Regions from separate parts of the Sus scrofa genome. Here region 1 is linked to region 2. A link is a contact called in public Hi-C data. All regions are on one chromosome and are shown on one strand. Each heading gives the region's core, a stretch centred on a gene start, on an enhancer-like site or on the middle of the called end of the contact. The rest is flanking DNA. Distances are from core to core; before and after follow the strand shown.

The links. Hi-C and Micro-C count contacts between places; a contact is called where the count stands out from the background.
Region 1: a Hi-C map of retroperitoneal adipose tissue shows a contact between it and region 2, with 3 times the contacts expected there. The contact joins two enhancer-like sites. A contact is called at or near these places in 2 of 5 promoter capture datasets (fetal liver and liver), 34 of 47 Hi-C or Micro-C datasets (adipose tissue, alveolar macrophages, blood and 16 more) and 2 of 2 datasets of contacts at active chromatin or transcription factors (alveolar macrophages and skeletal muscle).

What each region holds. Positions count from the first base shown.
Region 1 is chr1:9,287,281-9,291,629 of Sscrofa11.1, forward strand. LOC106506439 (a long non-coding RNA gene) reads right to left here. Exons shown (of 5, transcript XR_002342376.1): 5 at 1-829. Among named protein-coding and RNA genes, the nearest start is that of SNX9, 50 kb to the left of the region's middle. Within about 2 kb of position 2,916, at least 18 of the 83 cell types and tissues checked have an H3K27ac peak or open chromatin away from gene starts, as enhancers often do. A contact at or near this core is called in retroperitoneal adipose tissue, where this site is marked.
Region 2 is chr1:9,194,169-9,199,024 of Sscrofa11.1, forward strand. It overlaps SNX9 (sorting nexin-9), which reads right to left. Exons shown (of 18, transcript XM_003353171.4): 2 at 1,171-1,257. It also overlaps the pseudogene LOC102162833. Among named protein-coding and RNA genes, the nearest start is that of SNX9, 42 kb to the right of the region's middle. Within about 2 kb of position 1,398, at least 8 of the 83 cell types and tissues checked have an H3K27ac peak or open chromatin away from gene starts, as enhancers often do. A contact at or near this core is called in retroperitoneal adipose tissue, where this site is marked.

The sequences.
Region 1 (4,349 bases), core at 1,666-4,165, 95 kb after region 2:
TGGGACATCTCCTTCTGATCCTAAAAGGCTTCTTAGCTCTTGACCTGATTCCCGGTCCATTTCCAGAGAATCTGTGTCACAGGTTTGCAAACATCCTTTGTTGCTATTTTAAGTTTGATGTGGGTTATGTCCATGCAAACTCTCAATGCACTGGGATGTGTATTTATATTTTGCAAGAGGTACTAGGTGCTGCCAGCATGTTCTACAGTTTAGTGTGGCAAGGCAGGGGCTGTAATTTTGGACACATGGTTATTTATTTCCATACAGTACAGAGAAACAGACTTCGTCCTGTTTGGCCTCCCCAAGGAGGTGCCAGGGTCACTCCACTCCAGCAACAGTACGACTCCACCAGGCACATTTATTTGAATTTCGTACCTGCCGTGTGATGGCACCACTGATGTCAACAAATGATTCATTGTCAGCTTCAAGGGAAAAACAGACGAGGCGGGGAGGTGCCATACGGTGATACAGAGGGGTTTTTCCTGCCGTCTGCTGGGGAACCCTGACCTTATTATCACACATTCGAGGTGGAAATGACGTCATTAAACTGATTTACAAAAGCCACATACAGAAACCAGTGTAATTTGTTTTTTTTTTTTTTTTATTCTCAGTGCAGTGACGTTTGCTTCCTCTATACATTTACAGCAAAGGTTTTCGGACTTGGCCGGGGTGGGGGAGAGAGCCAGCTTCTGACAGCACATCTGTCTCCTGGTTTTTGCTTCTGTAATTTTATACTTTCTCCTCAGTATCACCCGAGGAGAAAGCCTTCCTTCTTAGGCATCATCAGGGTGAAGGTTGTGTTTCTTTGCATCCATCAGCCTTTCCAATGCTGAAAGCCAACCAACGAGCACGAGCAGAATCATGGTTTGGAAATAGATTCAGAGGGGCCCGGGGATGGGAAATAACCAGAGCAGTTTATTTTAGATCCAGAATATCAGAATTAAAACTGTCTTAATTTAGCACAGGAACTGGCTCGAAAATAGACCTGAAAAAGCACGTACAGAGCAAGCATCAATTTGCATCATATGCGCAGGGAACTTTAAACAGCAGCCCGGACAACGTCCGTGTGTCACTTTTCTGAAAAGGACCAAAGTGAGGTTAATGAGCCTTGACACCTGCTCTGCCTTCTTTCTCTGCTGCAAAAATCCTGCCTGGTGAGATTCTGGCACGTTGCACAGAGACTGTATTTGGAGAATGAGAGGCAGCGCGGCTGGGTGGTTTGTGTGACACACAAGAGATGTGTGATCCTAGATGTGCTAGTCATTCCTTGAGATACTTGCTCATGTTTCTCACCCTGCAAGGTGTCCGGGATACAATTTCACACTACCTCACCTCGGTGTTTTGAGGAATTGCCAGTAAGACAGATGGCCAGGCCCATGGGAGATGTAAGCTGTGAATGGGCGCCGAGTGTTGGGCCACTGGGATCGGGCAGGTGTGGGGAGAGGGGGTGACTCATGGGGAGGCGGGGTTCCACGTGGGTGAGAAGCTTACCTGGGGTCTCTCCGGGTAGGAAACGTGAGTCACCCGTGTTGGGGAGAGGAATTTCCCCCTCTGCCCCTCTTGAGCTTTTGTGGCTGGACTAATAATAAACCTGACCCAAGACAGATAAACAGACGAGAAAGGAAACAGTCTCACGAATGAGGAGGTTTCACAGACTTGGGGCCTGAGAAGCAGCCAGGCAGGCGGCTCTTACGCCTTTTAGACAAAGGAACCATCAACTTGTGGGGAGTTGACAGGACAAAGAAACTTAAGGTTTTAGGTGCTCGGTGAGTCAAGAATCTAAACAGAGTGTGGGCTTGTGGCAGAAAGTCGACCAAGCCACAGGCTGGTTTATACTGGCTTCTCGGCCCCGAGTTCTTTATCTCTGGTGATAAGGGTATCTTTCTACCTCCAGACACAGAGAGGGCACCTTTCGCAGCAGAGATTTATTTCCTGCTTTCAGGGAGACAGAAAGGAAGGTCAGAGTGTCCCTTTGTGCTGGCCATTTCTTAAGCAACTTTAATTCAAAACAATCGGTGTGCCATATTTTGGCATATTTGGGGGTGGCCTGCCCTGGGCCCATGCACTAGATTCTTGCTCCCGACCTGGCCCGCTCCTGGGTCAACCATCTGAATCCCAGAACCATCTCGAAGGCTGGTGTGTTCACATCTCATGGGTCCTGCTTCCTCCTCCGCCTTAGCCTGTTTACTAAGCGCAGGTTAGGAAGGGGAGCAGGAGCTTCTTCGTGGTGCTCCGTCTTTGCCTTTCGTATTGAAATGTCACCCAGAAGTAGTGGAGCTCTATGTGGAAAATCTCTTTTCTCTTTTGTTGTTTCAGGCCCACACCTGCAGCCTTTGGAAGTTCCTGGGCTAGGGGGTCAAATTGGAGCTGCAGCCGCTGGCCTGCACCACAGCCACAGCAATGCTGGATCCTTTAGCCCACTGAGCAAGGCCAGGGATCGAACCTGCATCCTCACGGACACTAGGTGGGGTTATTAACCCTCTGAGCCACACGGGAACTCAGGAAAAGCTCTTTCCTGCAGGGAGGGTCCAGCCAGGGAGCACAGGGCAGCTCCCTCCGCCCTCTTCCCCTCGCCCCTACAGCAGAGGAGCCTACTCAGCATCAAAGAAGGAGGAGAGGAGGCAGTGTGTCGCCCATTGTCACCATGTCAACACCAGCATCCTCTGAAGAGAACTTTCCGTCCTTTCTCAGGTAGCGAGGCAGAAAGCCCATGTTTTACACGGCCGTGGAGAGTCTGCAAGGCCGGAGCGCTTCCTGTGTTTGCTTTTCCATCTGTTCTGGGAGCTTCGGTGGGGTTCACAGGATTTCCACCACCCCCCTTTACAGAAAAACATTCACTCTTCAAAAACGCAGCCAAGCCAGTGAAAAGAGAAGAGGCTTCTGGCGCGAATGGACGCTGCCAGTTGGCAGGTGCAGCTCCCAGGCCTGACTCCCCCGCTCCGGGACGGACCTTGCAGCTCGGAGCTGGGGAGAGGCGCTGGCCTGCCCCGGGATCACGGCTGCCTCGGATCTTCCTTCCCACTTTGCTTCCTGGGGTGAGGCCCAGCCTGGGGCAGCCCTGACCTGGCTCTTCTCCCAGGTTCCAAGCCTTGGTTCTCACTTAGAGGCCCCCCGACGTTTCCGAGCACACTGTCTCTGCAGTGGGGACTGAAGGTGCTGATCCAAACCTCGTGTGACCTCCTCAGAGAAGCTCGTGCTGGGCCCCACGCTCCCTCTTTCTGGATCCTGAGGAACTGAAGCAGCCCCTGAACTTCACAATGCGCATGGCCCCTTCTTCCTACGTCTGATTCCACCAGCCCAGGGAGCAGCTCATTAGCCCCATTTTACAGCCAGGGAAACTGAGCCTCAGAGCAATTGAGCAGAATACGTGTAAGGTCACACAGGTGAAATGCAACAGCGCTTGCTTCTAGATCAACCCTTCCACGTCCTGCATGCTTCTGTCTTTTTAAAAATCCCTTTGCATGCTTAAAACCTTTCTGCTCTGCAGGGCAAAATGTTAGAATAATAGCAAAGGGGTGACTCATAAGCACCTTCTGACTTATTTTATTGCATATACCAAACAAGGCTCTCGACAAGTCCTTTCCGAGAACATATTCCATCTTTAAGAAAGCTCATAAGCTCCAAGTGTAACAGACAGCACCTCAGGAACCCTTGATATAGGCTGGTGTCTGAATGGAAAAACAAGAGTGGCTTCAACGCTCTGAAAATAAGTGATTCTATGAAACTAACACCGAGAAAAGGAACCCAAGAAATATGCGTCAGCTCTTCTCATACAATCAACTGATTACCTAGAACGTTGTCAAAAATACATGTGTTTGAGGGTCCCTCGGGAGCAGTCCGCCCCAAAGGACTATTTCTTCACTGCCACTGTTTAGAACTGCCACATCCGGCGATAATAAAAAGCGGGCCAATTCGTCGGTTTTCCTCTGATTTGTTAATTCTCTACAGACCAGGCACCCACCTCCCACGGTTCCCACCTCCTACCCAGTACACCAAGTGTGACCAGTGATTCGAGTTACCCCGATTGCATCGTTTTGGAATTATTTTAATTGGGTTTTTTTTTCCTTAAATAAATAAACCTCACTTCCCCTGCTTGGTGGCCATATCCTGCCCTTCCTAGTTTGGCTCCCATGCCCCAGCTCACGCAGGCAGGAGGCAATGAAAACGGAAGCTCCCCTCCCATGTGGGAGTGGGGGATGGGCTAATCTGCTGCTGCCCCCACCCCCACTTCGGCAGAGTTCGGGTAATGGGTCGGGTAACATTGGTCTCTGCCCAGCCCGGGGTTTTTTCCTGGCCCTGAAGTCCAGCCCTGAGTGTCAGGCCAGGTAATTGGTACCCCAATCCCTGCC
Region 2 (4,856 bases), core at 148-2,647:
GCTCTGTGCCGTCCTCGGCCCCAGCCGGTGGGGCAGGTGCAGCCCCTCCTCCCTCCTCGGAGGCTCCTGGCACCTTTCTTCACATGCTTCCTCCCGAATGCGTCCAGAGGGCCGGCCTGTCTCCAGTCCTCATTTCTAGCTCTGCCTTTCTATTTCTAACCTCATGCAAAGCTCTAGGGTAGGGGTGACTACTTACTAGTCTCTAAATTCAACACTGAAAAAAATAAGCTCATTTAATCTTTCCGAAGAAGCGCTTCTTCCTGACTTTCATGCTTTAATAAATCCATCGTTTCCTCAGGTACAAAGGCCAGAAACCTCAGGGATCCTTTCTCACCAAGAGTATCGAACTGGGCACCGAGTCCCCCGTCTTCCCCTGGCTGCCCCATCCAACTCTGTACGGCCTCCTGCGTCTCTCTTCTTTCTACTCCCGTTGCCACCACCCAGTCAAGATCCTAGACTCCAGCCGCACCAACCCATTCACTTCCTTGAAGTGCAGGTTTCATCACGTCACCTCCCTACATTATCAACAATGACACCACGCAGTGAATCCACTACCTCCCAGATGAAACCCAAGTCTAGAGCTGTCGCCTGGCCCATGGGGCCTGCTTGTCTGCCTCTCAGAGCCTGTTTTCTTAGCCCGTCTCCTACTGTGTATATATACCACACTCCAGGGACACTTGTTTACAAGAGCGTCCCCAGCAAAGAAGAAAAAGCAGGGCTTAAAGGCCAAGAGATGTGGTTTCCAATCCCTGTTTTGCCACTTATGAGCGCCACCCTCATCAGTAAAAAGAGATGAAAAGCACCAACCTCACAGCGTTCAAGAAGAGACAGAGATCAAAGAGCATATGTGTGCACTGTACTGGGCCAAACACCGACCCCAGGCCGTCAGAAAACGGAGCTGAGGCTGCTGATCACTTTCCAACCTCTACGCCCGCGTCCGGCTGGGATCTACCGGGGCTGCGGCTCCAGTTCTGCCTCATGGAACCCCAGCCAGCTATTTTTAAGGAGGTCTTAATTGTTCTCAATGTTTATATAACAGATGATTATCCCACCATCAACAATGCAGACACAACAGGAAAAAAATTCGTGTGGGTTTGAACGATTAACCCCAAAAACAAAATCTTAAAAAGAAGTCCTTAAGGGCCAGATTTACAGGTAACGTTTTCTTACTGGATTTGTAATTGTGATGATCTCTCCTTCACTGACTGTCAGTTCATTATTTCCAGGCTCAGCAGCAAAATCGTACATGACCCGAGCCTATTGGGAATAGAGAGGGAAAAAAAAGGAAGTTGTAAGTGTAAAGTTAACAGTATGAAAACCACCACCGCCATTCACTCTGCAACGTGCCGGTGTGAACGACACTCATGACAGGGCCTGTGGTTGTTTTGGAACAAAGGAAGACATGTCACCAAAATGATTCATGAGCCCTCCTGGGGCTCTCGGGAAGGCGTGCGTGCGCGGCTGCCCACACTGCACGCGGGGATCGGCCCCCAGGGTGTTCAAAATACACCCATGTCACCGAGAGGGGAAAGCCGGCCTTCCCTGCAGCGGGGCGAAGTGGTGATTCCGTTGTCCACCCTGGAAACCCTCACTCGGGGCGGAGGGCCCTCCCTACAGACACTCGGACGTGCGCACACCTAAGATGCAGAGTCCTGAGATTAACCCCTTGCTACTGAACGCACTCCTCCTCCTCTTTTTTTTTTGCTTTGCTTTTTATGGCCTCATCTGCGGCATATGGACGTTCCCACGCTAGGGGTAGAATTATGGCTGTGGCCTCTGGCCTACACCACAGCCACAGCAACACCAGGTCCAAGCCGCATCCGCGACCTACACCACAGCTCACGGCAACGGCAACACCGGATCCTCAACCCACGGAGCGAAGCCAGGGATCGAACCTGAGTCCTCATGGATGTTAGATTCATTTCCACTGAGCCACAACGGGAACACCTTGTGGCCTACCTTATAGAAGGAAGTCCTTCTTAAAAATTGGAGATCACAGCTGCCTAGGAAACATACAGTTTGTCATAATAATAAATAAATAATGAAAGCAGCGGTTTGTCCTAGGAGGCAAAGTGAAGTCTGCCTACAGGGCTAGTCACACGGGACTAAAGGAAGTGCATCATTTAACAAGTATTTGCCTCACTCCTGCCATATGGTCAGAAGCGTGCGAGGCCCCTGTGCTGGCCGGTGCCCTTTCTCCACACCTGCTTCATGATGCCTGGAGTCCTTGTGACAAGGATCAAGGATTCATAGCCAGCGACGGAACATTAGGGGGGAAAATACCATTTACTTTGAAATACATCCAAAGTAATAAGATGAACTAAAGATAAAGAAGTAAAACCTTATGTATAGACTCTAGATGGCGGGTTTATGGTGTTCAATGGGAAATGATTTCACCTTTTCCTCGTTTGAAAATTTTCCTAACAAAATGTTGGAAACAAATAAATGGCAGTGGAGTTCCCTTCGTGGCTCGGCAGTCAATGAACCCGACGAGTATCCATGAGGACGTGGGTTCAAAGCCCAGCCTTGCTCAGTGGGTTAAGGATCCAGTGTTGCCGTGAGCTCTGGCGTAGTTTGCAGATGTGGCTTGGATCTGGCATTGCTGTGGCTGTGGTGTAGGCCGGCAGCTGTAGCTCTGACTGGACCCCTAGCCTGGGAACCTCCATATGCCGAGGGTGTGGCCCTAAAAATCAAAGCCAAAGAAAAAAAAAAAAAGAAAAAAACGGCAGAGTGCATTCTATCTGTCAAGAAACAGCATCGGCTCCTTTACACTGGGAGGCTGGGAAGGGGACTGAGCGCCAGACTGCAGGCAGGGTGAGAATCCTGGAAGCAGTACAGGTCTCCTTAGGCCACACCACAAAGGACAAGGAAACCATGCCGAGGAATTTTTCTCACACAGCCGCAGGAGTGTACAGCATTCTCCTTGTCACAATGAGGACTAATTTTTTCTAAGACATGTCACACTAACCTCAACCCTTCATGCAAGGAGGGCAGATGAAGGATAAAGGCCTGGGGAGAGAGAGGAGGGTCCCCGAGCCAGGACACCCCCCAAGACAACCAGCTTCCTGGGGGTGGGGGGCTGGGGTGCCGACAAGAGGAGCCTGCTGCTTTGTTTTTGCTCCCTAACGATCCTGGGTGACAATTTTTTGGACCCAGTTTAAGGCAATGAGCCCACACACAGAATATCAACGCCTCTTGTTTACTAGACTGACAACGTGGTGAAACAGAATGTGAAACAAGTCAAAAATAAAAAAACGGAAACTCCCTTACACATTTAGACATTACTGAACATTTACCCACGGAAAAATGTCTATAAACACTGTTGGTTTATTTAAAACGTTGACTTAGGACTTTTTTCTTTTAACCTAGAGATGCTTCTTAAAAATTAGAACTGAGACTAATTTTAGAAAAAAAAAAAATTTAAAAAGCACATCCCCAAATGAGCGTAACATGTCAACAGGCGGAAAAAACAAAATCATTCAGCCTAGAGGTGCAACTCTTCCAAAGTTTAGGCAAGGCTGGAAAGCTCTGGACGGCTCGCCCCCGCCCTCCCTTGACCTCCCCGGTCGGCTCCCTCCCCCCGCTTCCCCAGGACAGCATCCAGACAGATGAAGATGCTGACCTGGGCCTCAACTGCCCATTAGCCCAGATGTGGCCTTTGAATGACAAGGTCCGTTTCTCTACACCTCCTTTTCTGCTGTTAGCTGTACTTTACAAAATGACTCCAAGTATTTTCACAAGCTAGACGGCCACACAGCTCCTGGTCCGTAGATAACGTCCTGCTGTAGTAACACACGCTGTCAATCACAGCTCATCTCCTCAACAGCAACTTCAGAAAGTACCTCAGAGGAAGTGAAGGGCTGGCAGACGGCACTCGCAGAGGTGAGCAATGATCTAGACACAGTAAAACGAACACCGGTGGTGCAAGGCTTCAACTAAGTGTTTCAGGCACTGGACTATTAAGTGTGCCCCTCACACCTGCCTAATGTATGCGGAACCCACCATCCTGAACGCACGTCTCCTTTGGGCACAGGAAGGAATATAGAAATAGTCATGCTTTTCGGCCCACGTGGTCAGTATCGGTTACTCTGTCTGTCTCACATCCCCTCCTTCTGGAAACGTCCTTAAAATCACCCCAGAAACAGATATTTACAATGCGGGCCAAAAAGCATGACTAAACCCAATGGCGAGTCTATAAGCCGGACAGGGACATCTGCACTCAGCAGGGCTGCGGGGAGAGAGGGTCTTTTCGCTGGAAATGGTGCGGGGTTCAATGCCTGAGGGGGCGTGGGGGGCCTGAGGCGGAGGAATGTAGAGCGGAACGAGGGAGAGAAACAGCGTCGCACTGACAGTACCTGAAAGACAAGTCCAGAGCTGTGTTTGCCCTGCGGATGTTTCAATCACCGGAGCCAACACATCTCCTGCCGTGCTGGAGCCACTGTGAGTTCAGACCATCCCTTGCAATCAACAGGGTCCAAGGTGATACAAACCAATAATCCCAAGCCAAAGAACTTGGGAAAATTTTTATTGGGGTACAGTTGACTTATAATGTTGTGTTAGTGTCCAGTACACAGCAAAGTGAATCAGTTCTGCATGTGCACACAGCCATTCCTTTTCAGAGTCTCTTCCCATGTAGGTTATCGCATGGTACTGAGTAGATGTCCCTGTGCTAGACAGCAGGTCCTTGTTCCCCATCTGCTGTGAATACAGCAGTGTCTGTAAGACCAGAGCTGCCACGAAGAACATGTCTGACTACAGATCAGAAAATTCCAAACCCAAGAATTTTTTTTTTGGTCTTTTTGTCTTTTGTTGTTGTTGTTGTTGTTGCTATTTCTTGGGCCGCTCCCGCAGCGTAT